4 separate regions of the Mus musculus genome follow, and regions 1, 2 and 4 are each linked to region 3. A link is a contact called in public HiChIP or PLAC-seq and promoter capture Hi-C data. All regions are on one chromosome and are shown on one strand. The core of a region is the stretch at or near the end of the contact, and the rest is flanking DNA. Distances in the headings are between cores, read along the strand shown.

What was found. Promoter capture Hi-C pulls out the DNA fragments that hold promoters and counts their contacts. HiChIP or PLAC-seq counts read pairs in DNA pulled down with a chosen protein or histone mark. Capture Hi-C pulls out chosen DNA fragments and counts their contacts.
Region 1: a promoter capture Hi-C map of liver shows a contact between it and region 3. The contact joins the promoter of Camk1d here to the promoter of Upf2 in region 3. A contact is called at or near these places in 2 of 39 promoter capture datasets (neutrophils and pre-B cells), 8 of 484 Hi-C or Micro-C datasets (CD4 T cells, CD8 T cells, double positive thymocytes and 3 more), 2 of 115 datasets of contacts at active chromatin or transcription factors (effector CD8 T cells and memory CD8 T cells) and 2 of 9 other capture datasets (adipose tissue and liver).
Region 2: a contact with region 3 is called in an H3K4me3 HiChIP or PLAC-seq map of embryonic stem cells, with 21 read pairs. The contact joins the promoter of Proser2 here to the promoter of Upf2 in region 3. A contact is called at or near these places in 11 of 39 promoter capture datasets (the HPC-7 cell line, cranial neural crest, embryonic stem cells and 6 more), 2 of 484 Hi-C or Micro-C datasets (embryonic stem cells and uterus), 8 of 115 datasets of contacts at active chromatin or transcription factors (bone marrow-derived macrophages, embryonic stem cells, epiblast stem cells and 3 more) and 3 of 9 other capture datasets (adipose tissue, liver and pancreatic islet).
Region 4: a contact with region 3 is called in a promoter capture Hi-C map of the HPC-7 cell line, with 7 times the contacts expected there. The contact joins the enhancer-like site here to the promoter of Upf2 in region 3. A contact is called at or near these places in 14 of 39 promoter capture datasets (the 3T3-L1 cell line, 3T3-L1-derived adipocytes, the C10 cell line and 9 more), 1 of 15 datasets of contacts at CTCF or cohesin (the NIH/3T3 cell line), 3 of 484 Hi-C or Micro-C datasets (bone marrow-derived macrophages, embryonic stem cells and epidermal suprabasal cells), 12 of 115 datasets of contacts at active chromatin or transcription factors (the HPC-7 cell line, the NIH/3T3 cell line, the SCID.adh cell line and 8 more) and 1 of 9 other capture datasets (liver).

Annotation. Positions count from the first base shown.
Region 1 is chr2:5,713,145-5,716,299 of GRCm38.p6, reverse strand. Camk1d (calcium/calmodulin-dependent protein kinase ID) reads left to right here and starts at 1,538. Exons shown (of 11, transcript NM_177343.4): 1 at 1,538-2,154. The coding sequence starts at 2,063.
Region 2 is chr2:6,128,786-6,131,636 of GRCm38.p6, reverse strand. Proser2 (proline and serine rich 2) reads left to right here and starts at 1,452. Exons shown (of 4, transcript NM_144883.4): 1 at 1,452-1,595.
Region 3 is chr2:5,949,879-5,952,927 of GRCm38.p6, reverse strand. Upf2 (UPF2 regulator of nonsense transcripts homolog (yeast)) reads right to left here and starts at 1,459. Exons shown (of 22, transcript NM_001081132.1): 1 at 1,375-1,459.
Region 4 is chr2:6,160,874-6,164,062 of GRCm38.p6, reverse strand. No RefSeq gene overlaps it. Among named protein-coding and RNA genes, the nearest start is that of Gm10857, 30 kb to the right of the region's middle. Within about 2 kb of position 1,267, at least 136 of the 459 cell types and tissues checked have an H3K27ac peak or open chromatin away from gene starts, as enhancers often do. A contact at or near this core is called in the HPC-7 cell line, embryonic stem cells, epidermal suprabasal cells and 2 more, where this site is marked.

The DNA.
Region 1 (3,155 bases), core at 289-2,788, 240 kb after region 3:
GTAAGTCAGTTTGCTATATTATGCCGGCAGTACCCTCTTGTATCTTGTATTTACCGTGCCTCTCGATTGCATCATTTTGTCTTGTGCTTGATTTAATTTCATGTTTTGTTCATTATGGCTCTAGGAGCAATAGGCTGTTTCTCCCCAACCTCCAAGCCCGTGAGCGTGTGTATCCCACAGGCTGGGTGTGTGCAGCATCCAGGTCTGTGTAAATACACTTAACATGATGATCATATGACTCGGTTGTCACACTCCTAAACAACCAATGGTTATAACCCTCTTCTCTGCTGTTCTCAGCTTCAAGAGCTTAGGACTAAGGGCCAAAGAAACGTGGAAAACAGCACTGAGAATCTAGGGATAGGTAGATTTTTCTTCTAACCTCCTTGGGAGTCCACAAAGGGCTCCAAGGCAGAGCCTCTGGCCAGTCTGAACCAATGGGGAGGTGTTGGGGGGGGGGGATTTCTTTTTCTGAAAGCAGATTCACACCTCCTCCTCCTCCCCCCTCTCAAATTGGAACAGTCCTGGGAAAATGGGACAGGTGTCCCCAGTTAAGAGACAGGGCTGTTTACTCAATTCAGCCGAACAGCTCTAAGGGAGAGGAAGTCTTGCTACAAAGAAAACTTAACATTTCCTATCATGAGGTAGTAGTCCCTGCCAGTTGAACCAAAGGACCAACTGGAAACGCTGCCTACTGTCCTCTAACAGGTGAATACCAGGTGAGAGTGGGCAGGTCAAAGTTCACTCTGGAGACCAGAGGCCTGAGGAAAATGTATCTCTGCTTCTACCTTAACCTTCTAAGTAAGCCACTTGCGGGGTATGCTGATGGGGGAAGGCGCTAGAGAGAGGCGTCTTTCCATTGAATCGGTGTAATTTGGCCACGGCCTCAGAGCATCAGGAGTAAAGTGAGAAAGAGGAAATCAGAAGGGTTCAAACACTAGTCAGTCCAGTCACTCCAGTTCTGGGCCAGGCCAGCCACCATGTCCCGCATCCACCCATCACTTGGCCGCCAAATAACCCCTGGAGTTTTACTCCGGAAGGGACCACCAGGCGGTGATTGGCTCGTCTTGGGCGTGCCTGTCCGATACATCCCGAGGTTTCCTTTAGCTGCTCCAAAACTGACGTGAAGCAGATTTTGGTGCAATGCGAATTAGCTCCAGCAGCGGAGTCCGGAGGTGACTGCCGAGCTCCGGGAGCGCCTGCTGGGGCAAAGCTGCGGCCAGGAGTCAACGCCCGCCTGCCGATGGCTCCATCCAGGCCGCCGCCCATTGCCTTGACAACAAGCCCCCACCCGCCCTCCTGCACAGCAGGCTTGGGTCACCGGCTCTTGGGTATGCGAAGGCGCCCCGCCCTGGGCGCCCCGCAACCGTGAGCCGCGCAACCCCACCTTGCCGAGAGCTTCCGAGCGCCAAGCAGAGGCGCCCCCTCCTGCTCGAAGAGGGAAAGCCCGGGCGCCCCCAGCATTGACTTCATAATAAAGCTCCCTAAAGGCTAGGGCTCCCCCGCGCGTTCCGGCGCCCTGCACCTGCTGGGTTCTCCCACCCGCCCTCGCCCGGGGACCCAGGGTGCGCGGACGGCCTGGGAGCGTGCGTGGCTCCGTGGTCAAGTGCTGCATCCCGGCGCCCAAGCACGGAGCTCCTGGGGAGGGGAGGGGGAGCGGGACATCCCCGAAGGCCGCCTCGCGGGAGGCGGGGAGGCTGCCGGGTGCACTGGGAGGGCGGGGAGCCCGCGGGAGGAGGCGGGCTGGGGGAGTGGGGCGGGCGGCGGGGAGGGAGCAGGAGCCAGGCAAGAAAGTAGCAGAAAGTGAGGCTGGCAGGCGGCGGCAGAGGCAGGAAGTCTTTGCCGGAGAGCAGTAGAAATTAGAGCCAGGGAGGGACCGCGGCGGCAGCAGCCAAGGCGAAAGAGGAAACTGCCGAAGAGGAAGCTCTGCGGCAGCCCGAGCCTCCCTGCGCTCCGCATCCTCCCGCTCCGCATCCCGGCGCCGGGCATCCCCCGGAGCCCGCGCCGCGCCTCCGGCGCCCCTTCCCCAGCGCAACCCTCGGCCGCCCTACAGCATTAGTCTGCCATGGCCCGGGAGAACGGCGAGAGCAGCTCCTCCTGGAAAAAGCAAGCAGAAGACATTAAGAAGATCTTCGAGTTCAAGGAGACCCTCGGAACGTAAGTGGGTGCTGGGGACCAGCGGGTGGAAGTAGCATCGGTGGCGGCAGCAGCGTCGGCTGCTCCTGCTGCTACCGTCGCCACCGCCACCGCGGCAGAAACTGGCTGGTCGATGCGTCCTCATTGTCCCATAGTCCGCTCTTATGGAGACCCTCCGCGAGTCCACCGCGTGGGTCTGCGCCCACGGTTGACACCTCTCCTGGGCGGGGGAGGGGAGCGCAGGGCGCGCAGAGAACAGCCCACGCGGGCGGGCGACTTTCCTTTTCCCTTGCCACCACCGCCCTCCACTGATTTTCTCCCCACGCGTGACTGTGGGCTGAGCATGGTGGATCTCGCTGATCGCTGGCTGTGTGCACTTACTCATCGTGTGTATGGGCGCACTGGGCCGACGAAAGTGGTCACGAGGAAATTCAGCTTTTGGTCCTACCCTTACATCATATATTCCTATGGAATTGACATATGCACGTACTAGGTGTAGACAAGACTTTGGCTGGCCTCAGGATGATGGGAGGGAAGAATTTCGCAGTATTCAGAGTGACATGTGGTCAGAGCTTCATCTGTGTGTACATCTCACCATAGGGTCAGATGCCCGGCGCTGGGGTTCATGTCCGGGTGGGAGGAGGATCAGTGAGTCTTTAGGGGCGGTTCTCTCCGGGGCTCATGCTTGATGGTTACATCTCCAGAAAGCAGAAATAATCAAAAGTGTGTGTCATCAGAGCTCTGAACATGTGCCACTCAGTACAGCTGCAGTTCCCTTCCTGCGCATGAGTTGGCTTTGTTTTGTTTTGAAGCGCCTCAGATAGGTACAGGGGCTGTGAAAGAATTCAGCGCCGCGGAAAGAGTCTGAAGTTCAAGTTATTTTCTTCCACCACTTGATCGGTTTCTGGTTTTGATCGGTATCTGTACATGAAGATACAGTCTCACACGTGCTCCGTAAAATGAACCTTTTGCTGGGGTTTAGGAGGGTGCTGATGACTCGGAGAAAAGGAGGTGGTGATTCC
Region 2 (2,851 bases), core at 203-2,702, 180 kb before region 3:
GGGCTCAGCCCTGTCAGCTGCCTGTAACCCAGTCATTTGTGTGGCCAGCCACTTCCTTCGCTTTCCATTAAATGGGGAAAATGCAAACATTTAGGGGGTACAGGTTGTCATTCGAGCCACACCAAGCATTACAGTGAATAAAATCCATGGCCCTGGCTTTCTCGCTGAGAACATTAGCTTCTGCCCGGTTGGGAAAGGCTGCCACAACAATGAGCTATTACTATTAGCTACTCAGAAATGTTCCCCCCGGTGGTAAAGATATCCCAACAATCAACAGGATCAAAACCGGGGCCTTTCTTCAGCCTCGTCGACCTCAAAAATCCCTCTCTGTAAAATAACCATAAGAAGTCAAAGGACCTGGCTGGCCAAGAAAATGGCTCATTGGATTGAGGCACTTGCCCTGAGCCCTGAACTCTGACCCTCGTGAGGGCAAGAGAGGACCAGCTCCTGAAGGCTGTCGGCTGACCTTCACTTTTTGAAGCATCTCTCTCTCTCTCTCTCTCTCTCTCTCTCTCTCACACACACACACACACGAATGAAGGAATGGATGAGTGGATGAATGAATGAATGAATGAACCAAAAGAAACAAAATCCTCAAAAAAAAGCAAGAAGGATTTTGACATTTTTCATGACAAGCAAATGATAAATATTTAAGGAGCTGGCCATGTTTACTCTGCTAAAAACCCTGTTCAGTGTGCACACATATGGGAACATCACATAAGTAACTCACATATGGACAATGCTTACAAGTTCATTAAACATGAATAGAGCTTGGCGTGGTGGCACACGCCTTTAATCTCAGCCTGCATTGGCTCTCTCTGAATTGGAGGCCAGCCTAGTCTACATAGTGAGCTCCAGGCCAGCCAAGGCTACATAATGAGATCCCTTTTCAAAAAAACAAAAACAAAGAAAGACTTAACCCCACGACCCCACAAACATTGTCTAAATGAATTAAACAAAATAATGTATGTTATGTGTCTTGTTTGAAAGTATACGTATTTCATAAATAACAGTCATTATTATTAAATGAAAATAATCTCTTCAGGATATTGTTGTTGGATGCCTGTAATCTCAGAAGTCAGGAGGCTGAGGCAGGAGGATCATGAACTTGAAGCCATCCTACATAATGAAATTCTACTTTAAAACAACAACAACAACAACAACGAAACTCTCAAAGTTAGTGGTGGAGTTGCTGGAGAAGTCCCTTCTTATTCAGGACTTCAAAAGCACATTGGTATTACGATTGCTCATGCTCAATTCAGTCTCACAAGTAGACCGAGAAGGCCTGACAGGCACAGCCAAGGGCTTTGGGCGCTGGCCCTTTAAGTATCGCGGGGACGCGCAGACTACCTCTGGCCGACTGGAGTCCGGCCGCCAGGAACGCGCGGCAGAGGTGCAGAGCGCTGGGCGGCGGAGCGCGCACGGCCGCCGAGAGCGCGCGGCGGGGAGGTGCTGGACGCCCTGGGGAGCGCGCTCCAGGCAGCCCGGGACGATCGGCGTGCGTGCGTGCACGACTTGCTGGCCGGAGGACGGCGTGAGCCCCGAGGGTCTCAGTCGGCGTGGACACCTGCGACCCGCGGAGGGGACTTGGCTCGGTGAGTTCCGCCCTACTGAGCGAGGCCAGGCCAAGCGCGGGACACCGGGAGCGGCAGCAGCTGTCGGGATCATCCAGGGCTCCCGGTCCGGGTCTTGGTAACTGGGGAAGCCCTTTGCGCGCAGCTGGGGCTCTGTCGTCGCCGAGGTCAGTGCCACCGGTTGGCCTCCATCCTGGGGCTTCGGGGATCGCGACGTGTGGCTTTTCACCTAGGGGTTTTCCCGAGAGCGAGAGTGGCTCGTGGCGTGTTGTCTGAGTTGAGTCTTTGGTCCCTTACCTTTCCTGGAGCGGACTGCGCGTGAGGACCGTGTCCTTTGCGAGGCTGAAACCCGGAGATGGCCAGAGCCACCTGTTAAACCAGTATCCTGAGCGAATCCTTCGGCAGGTTTTCCATGCCCCCGCCGGTTCCCCGCAGGTAACTGAATCGCGCGGGGATGTTTGTGTGGGTCTGCCGGGAGACCTGGGACGGTAGGGTTAGAAAGACCGAATATGTGGCTAATGAGACAGGGCTTAACAAAAGGCAGTCAAATAAACTGCAGCGTTTCCCTGAGACGGAAAGTTTCTCAACTTTTGTTTTACGGATTCTAAATTTAAGTAACTAACCCCCTCTAGGCACCTAACCACAGGACAACTCTGCCTGAACCTATTTGGTGCAAAGGAGACAATGAAGAGGGGTTTGTGTGTGTGTGTCCCCCTAAAGAGTAAAACTTTCGAGTCCCGCTGTGGGAAGATTCCCTCTGGCTCCAGTTTTAATAGATAACAACAAGAAGCTTTGTCCTAGAACGATCTAGAAATACCAAACCAGGTATTAAGTGTAAACTCTGGGAAGTGCTTGAAGGACAGACTCTTAGGAAAAATAATTTTCTGTGAGGTGCTCCAGTGTGTACTAAAACTTTGCCCTCATATTCCATGCCTGAATGTTCCAGATTGTTTTCCTAGGTGGAGGAGGTACTTTCGTTGGTGCGGCCAATGGTGCGGCCAATGTGGAAATACAAACAAATGCCCTATTTACTTGGGGCTGGGTGGGAAGGGTGGAAGTCGGGCTACGATCTTTCTTGCCAGGCTTGACAGCGTATGTATGGAATCTTCTGTATTTTCTTGCCCAGACCAGTAATAGCCTTTTTCTCGGTGACTGGTTCCTTTTAACAGTGACTCCAGTGAGCTTCTCACTGGAAAATTTTGGATCCTGATAATTTAAAAGCATTTTTCTCCTCTCACAGAAAACAGAAATTTGAAATTAGAATAAGTGGCAGTTAT
Region 3 (3,049 bases), core at 210-2,709:
AGTACTCAGACAGCCCTTAAAAGGAAAGTATGATTGAAAACCACCTTTCTAGCTCCCAAAATACCGCTCCCGGCACTTGGTCTGTATTATTTTAGTTGCCTTTCTAAGTACATTCTAAACTTCCAAAAGAAAGTAAAAACTGTTTTACTAGTAAGACAGACTCTAATGCAGTGTCCTGGAGAGAGGACAGAGAACGGAGGTGTCCCCTAATACAGCTATAAGTTTGCTAAGTACCATATGGTCTATGTATGAAATCACAATCAGACTGCTCTGAAAACACTACAGAGTAAGAGAATGCTGGTTTACCTTTCAAGTCTGTGTTTTGAACTCAAAATGTTCTAAAGGTAGAACAGCACAGAGATATCTTCCGGTTTCTGAGTTTATTCTTTTACAAAATCCTTATATATGTACGAGACTTATTCAAATTTTTTCAGAGATTTCACCACAGCTCAAAAGTGGCTTTCCTGACGATCTGTACGACTTTTATGAACCCCTAAAAACTATGACAAATGAGAAGGGTCAGTAACAGTCTTATTTTCATCTAATGTGTCAATCGGTACATTTAAGGTTTTCTAAGAGCAAGGCTATTCGCTTCCATGCGTACCCCCAAACCTGTAAGCAGCCTCTGCTAGGCTTCTCTTTAGTTCAACAGTACTTGCTTGTAAGGGAAGTAATGAAAGCCTTGAGTTCGAGTCGAACAGTCAACCATCCTACCTGATTAAAAGGAAGTAAACCCGAACAGCCCCGTTGCCCCCCATCCGCAGGTCCGCTCCAAGCCTCTTCCCCTGCACACGCATCACCCACAAATCTCCCACAAACCCCCGCTGGGTCTCAGGGTCCCACCATTGACACACTTCCCGTCCACAACTCCTATTCCGTGGGGACATCTAAGCCCCAAGCCTAACTTCTCATCCCACACTCCCTCAGACTGCAGCCTCTCCAGCTCGACTGCCTACTCCACATCTTCCCCGCTCCCTCGTCCACGCTTCCCTCCGGACCGCCGAGCTCGCCCCAAGCCTCTCCTCGCACTCTTCCACGCCCCCGAACACCTTCCCCCTCCACGGCAGGCTCCTCCGCCTCCAGCCCCGACGCTGGGCCCAGGCATGCGGGGCAGACACCTCTTCTATCGCCCCTCACGCCGGCCTCGGCCGGGCCGAGACATCCCCCCCACATTGACCGGAGCCTCCGGGAGAGGGGTCTGAGGAGGACGACGTCCGATCCGCTCGTCCCTCCACTGCTCGCCGCCCCCGGAGAGCTGGAGTGCGGAGTCGCCTCTCGGGTCCCTCGGGGAGCAGGAGTCCGGACCGGTAGCCCTCCGCACCAGCTCGTCCCTATCGTCGGAGTGGAGGGGGAAGGAGGATCCCCGGAACTCACCTAGTGCCTGTTGTCAACATTAGCCCCGGGTTTCCCAGCACCAACTCCAGCGCTCGGGCTCCCCTCCCCTCCCCCCGCCGCTCTCGCAGACGAGGGCCCGCCTTCCCTCCGCTCCCCTCCTCCCTCCGCCCGTCGGCCCGCCCGCCCGCCACTCACCAACGCGGCCGGGCTGCTAGGGGGGCGGGGCGGAGCGCAGAGGGAAAAGGAAAAGGCTGCCCGCACGACTGCCTAGTCCAAATGGACCTTCGTCTCCGGTCCCTCGCTATGTGTTCAATCCCTCGTCTGGGTTAAGAAGTGATCAATCTATACCTAATCTCGAGGATGTGCTTCTCCTTCAGATATTCGTTGAAATTCTCCTATCTGTAAATTTTTATGTACAGGCAATGAATAGGACAACCGCTTCCAGCACCTCCAATCAGGGCCCCAGCAGAGGGGAGGAGTGTTCCAAGGACCGGAGGCGGGAAGTGGATTGGTCGTCAGGAAAGGGAAAGCGCCTGAATTGGAGATGCGCAGGCGCAAGCGATTCACGGCTGGGGGCGGGGGTGGGGGGAGCGAGAATGAGACGGGGCGGAACTCTAAGGAGGCATAGAAGAGTGGTGGGATAGTAGAATTACGGGGCGCTGTCGAGGTCAAGGTTGGTAACTTAGTTCTCCGAAGGTTGCCTGATGCGAACGTGAGGAACGGGTTCAAGAAGGCAAACTTTGATTGGACTAATACCGAAAGGTTGAAGGTTTAAAAAATCGAAAAGCTAAAGAACATGGCTGTTGAGGAAGGTAGAGGTAGAGTAGACTGGTGGGGGAATTTCCAGAACCGGTTTAAGGTGTTGGACATGAAAAACAGCTAAAATAGAGAGCAATCAAGGCTTTTCCCATTTGGAAAATATAGAAAGCCCTCTATTGTAAGTATTATAACTTTCACAGTGGAATGAAATCGCCCCGTTTTTAAAGGGATGGGGTTACGAACTTGAACCAAATTGACTGTGAAGTGCATTATCAGCTGCTCAACCTGTTTTCCCAAGTGGATATAATGTGCTTCTGACCTCCGATTCGTGTTCAGATTGTGGTCTGCTTAGATGTACATATGGTTCTGCTCTGGTTGGCCCATAGCCAAAGGAACAAAGGTGCAAAACAAGTCTGGATTCATCAGTGTTCAAGCCCGTACAATGATCTGCTACCAACCTTAGTGCTTGAGATGTCTTTGCCCCCTTTTTATTCAGCCTTTGCCCATTTGCTTTCTCCCTGCCCACTTCATTATTAGCAAGTAAATTCTCTTTCAAATTGTGCACCTCCTGGGTTAATTTTTTCTTGTTCAAAACAACCAATAGGTCAATCACGTAAAGGGCACCGAAGGAGGGAGAGGTGAATGCTGCCACTCTATGCCATTGATAAGTAATTATGAGAAGCTTTTTGTTTTTTGTTTTTCGAGACAGAGTTTCTCTGTGTAGCCCTGGCTATCCTGGAACTCACTTTGTAGACCAGGCTGGCCTCAAACTCAGAAATCCGCCTGCCTCTGCCTCCGGAGTACTGGGATTAAAGGCGTGCGCCACCACGCCCGGCTTTTTTTATTTTTTAATATTTATTTATTATTATACCTAAGTACACTGTAGCTGTCTTCAGATGCACCAGAAGAGGGTGTCAGATCTCATTACGGATGGTTGTGAGCCACCATGTGGTTG
Region 4 (3,189 bases), core at 18-2,517, 210 kb before region 3:
GGGGAAAGAAATCATCGGCTGAAGAGTCAGGAAACTCATGGACAGATGTATATAGGCCGTATTAGCATCTGCTGGCTGCTATGACAAATGACTGCACACCCAGTGACCTGACAACTGAAATATGTGCTTCCCTTCAGATCTGGAGGTCAGAGTGTGAAATGGGTTTCACTACACTGTGAAGGTGTGGACAGAGCTACATTCCTTCTGGAAGACGCAAGGAAAATATTTGCTATTCCTTGGCTCATCCTTGACCAGCTTCTAGACACTACCAGCATTCTTTCACTTAAGAGTCAATTGGCACTTGCGTCATTCTGGCTTCTGTTTCCTGGTCCCATCTTGTTCTCTCCATCCTGACCCTCCTGCCCCCTCTTGATAATAGTCTCGGGATTGTATTAGACCTGCCCGCATAACCCAGGTAGCCTCCTTACCCCAGGAGCTGTCACCCAATCAGGTATACAAAGTTTCTTCTGCCAAGTAAATTAGCATAAACCCCAGACTTGGAGAGTTAAGGTATGGAGGGTGTGTTGTGATTCTGCCTCTCGTGGGCAGGAGAAAGCTGTAGCCCCACAGTTCTTAAGGCCTTACAGTCTCAACCCTGGGAGACCCAGGGTTCAAGAGGCTCAGGCACAGTAGCTGAGGGCTTCCTCTTGAAGTGGCCACTTACCACCACGCTCCCCACAGAGACAGAGGATAACCCTCTAGTGTTAGCCCTGCCTAACACGGTGGAAGGAAGGGGCTTGAGCAGCTTGGTAGAGCTCCGGGGAAGGCTTGGAAATAGCATCTTTATCCTTGCCTTTTGGCACACCTGAAGCAAAGGTAGGCAGGCAAAGTCAAGTAGTCTTACTTCCAAGAGGCTGTGTGCACCCCGAGGCATGATACCAATGCCCATGATTCACGCTGATCAGAAACACGCCAACAAGAGACTCGGGATGAGAAGAAGGAAGAAAGAAATCTGCTGAGCTGGCGGCGTGGTCTGTCTTTCCAAGCCAACAACAGGGAGGCAGGGTTCATGGCTGGCACTTGTCCCTACCCAGGAGGTGAGTTACCTGCATCTACCCTTCAGAACTCACTAAAGCAAAAAGGATTGACTAGAGAGGAAACACATGCCAGGAATTCCTGCCAGCCACTGGGTTTCAAGGGACCTTTCTGCTCTTCCTGCCACACCCAGAGGAGTTCAAGAAGTTAGCCAACCACAGAAGGAGGAGCCCAGGAGAGGCCGTGACAGAGACGTGTTTACTATGCTCACGGAAGCAGGCCTCACCCACACCTCCCCAGCTGGAGGGGAAACTGGAGCTGAACTTCAGAGCCACAGAGAGGCGGGGCAGGTCTCTGGAGAAGACTGGGGAAGGCTGTGGAGAGGGACTTTAATGATTGGGGCATTCATCTGGGCAAGACAGTCACCTGGGGAAGGGGTGCTATCTCACTAAGAGCTGTGCTGTGTCAGGAGACACACCTGAATGTTCTGAGCATGTGATCTGCCCACTCAGAAGGGCCTCCTGCAGTTTAAAGATCCGCAGTTGATACCTTGACCTTTTCTTTCTCTCCCCATCTTGCACTGGGTTGTAAAGTATGCAGCTGGTTCTTCAGGTAGTCCTTGCACGTGTGTTTGTAGGGCAAAGGATTAAGGAGGTTAGACAACTGCCAGGTTCCTTCATCATATAAAACAGAATTTCTTCTCATCCATTCATACTTCCTTACACACATACAGAGACAGAGACACAGTCAGAGATACAGACACACTGACAGAGACACAGAGAAAGAGAGACTCCCCTATACAATGGATCACACTAATCAGATGTCCAATGGTGCATACAGGATAGATCAGACCATGATTTATAGATCCTGAATGCTACTTGGTTGAATTTTAAAGGAATACTTTGGTCCTCAACTGACTGCCGGGGGGGGGGGGGGGAGTAGGATGGGGGGGGGAGTGGGATGGGGGAGGGGGGAATAAAAACCTCAAAATCAATCTGAACATTTGGAATTTAAGTTCTTGAACAACCCCAGAATATTATGTTGGAAGCTGGGCAAAGTGGCACATACCTTAGATCCCAGCACTCTGGTGGCAGAGGCAAATGGATCTCTGTGAGTTCTAGGTCGGGCTGTTCTATGTGGAGAATTCCAAGACAGACAGGGCTACATAATAGCTCTCTACCTGCTCCAATAGAAAAGAGAATATGGTTTTGAAAAACCAGAAGGAAGGGAAGACATCACTACAATGCTGTGATAGTATATGTGATAGTATATGTGATAGTATACGCTTGGGCTAGGGAGTGACAGTATTATAAGGTGTGGTCTTGTTAAAATAGGTGTGTCACTGTAGGTGTGTGTTTTAAGACCCTTACCCTAGCTGTCTGGAAGCCAGTGTTTTGCTAGCAGCCTTCAGATGAAGGTGTAGAACTCTCAGCTCCTCCTGCACCATGCCTGCCTGGATGCCACCATGTTCCTGCTTTGATGATAACAGACTGAACCTCTGAACCTGTAAGCCAGCCTCAATTAAATGTTGTCCTTTATAAGACTTCTCTTGGTCATGGTGTCTGTTTACAGCAGTAAAAACCCAAAGACAACAACCCTTGGGAACTGATGACAAGACTTGGAAGTTCTGGAGGGAATAGGAAGCATGAACACACCCACTGCGGTTCCAACTTGACCCGGACTGCTTCTCTGTGGGCAGGGAAAGACAGGAGGTGTCTTCTCAGGTGGGTAGCATAAAGCACTTTAAAGAGCTGGGAAGACTTCTTTTCTGCTAGTAATTGTCTGTTAAGAACGTTTGCTTCCCTGAAATTACTTCATTTGAGAAAAATAAATGGCTGTTCCTGAAAAACAAGACCTTGGAGTGCTGTTTGTCATCTTACTCTTGGTTAAAGGTGAATCGGGGTGGGTGGTAATAATCCAAATCAAGAGCCTCTGGACACAGGCACTAGGGCTCAGCCTGTAACTCCGGAGAGTGTGGCTTCAGCAAACCACCTCCTGCTTTGGGAAATCAGTTTCCTGTGTGTAAGATGAGAGAGTGGGGGTGGGATCAGGGATCAGTTTTCCTTTTCCTTTGTTTTGGGGTTTTGTTTTTCTCTTTTGAGACAGAGTATCAGTATGCAGCCTTGGCTGGTCCAGAACTCAGAGGGACCCACTCACCTCTGCTTCCTGAGTGCTGGGATTAAAGGCATGTGCCACCATACCCCACCAGATTGA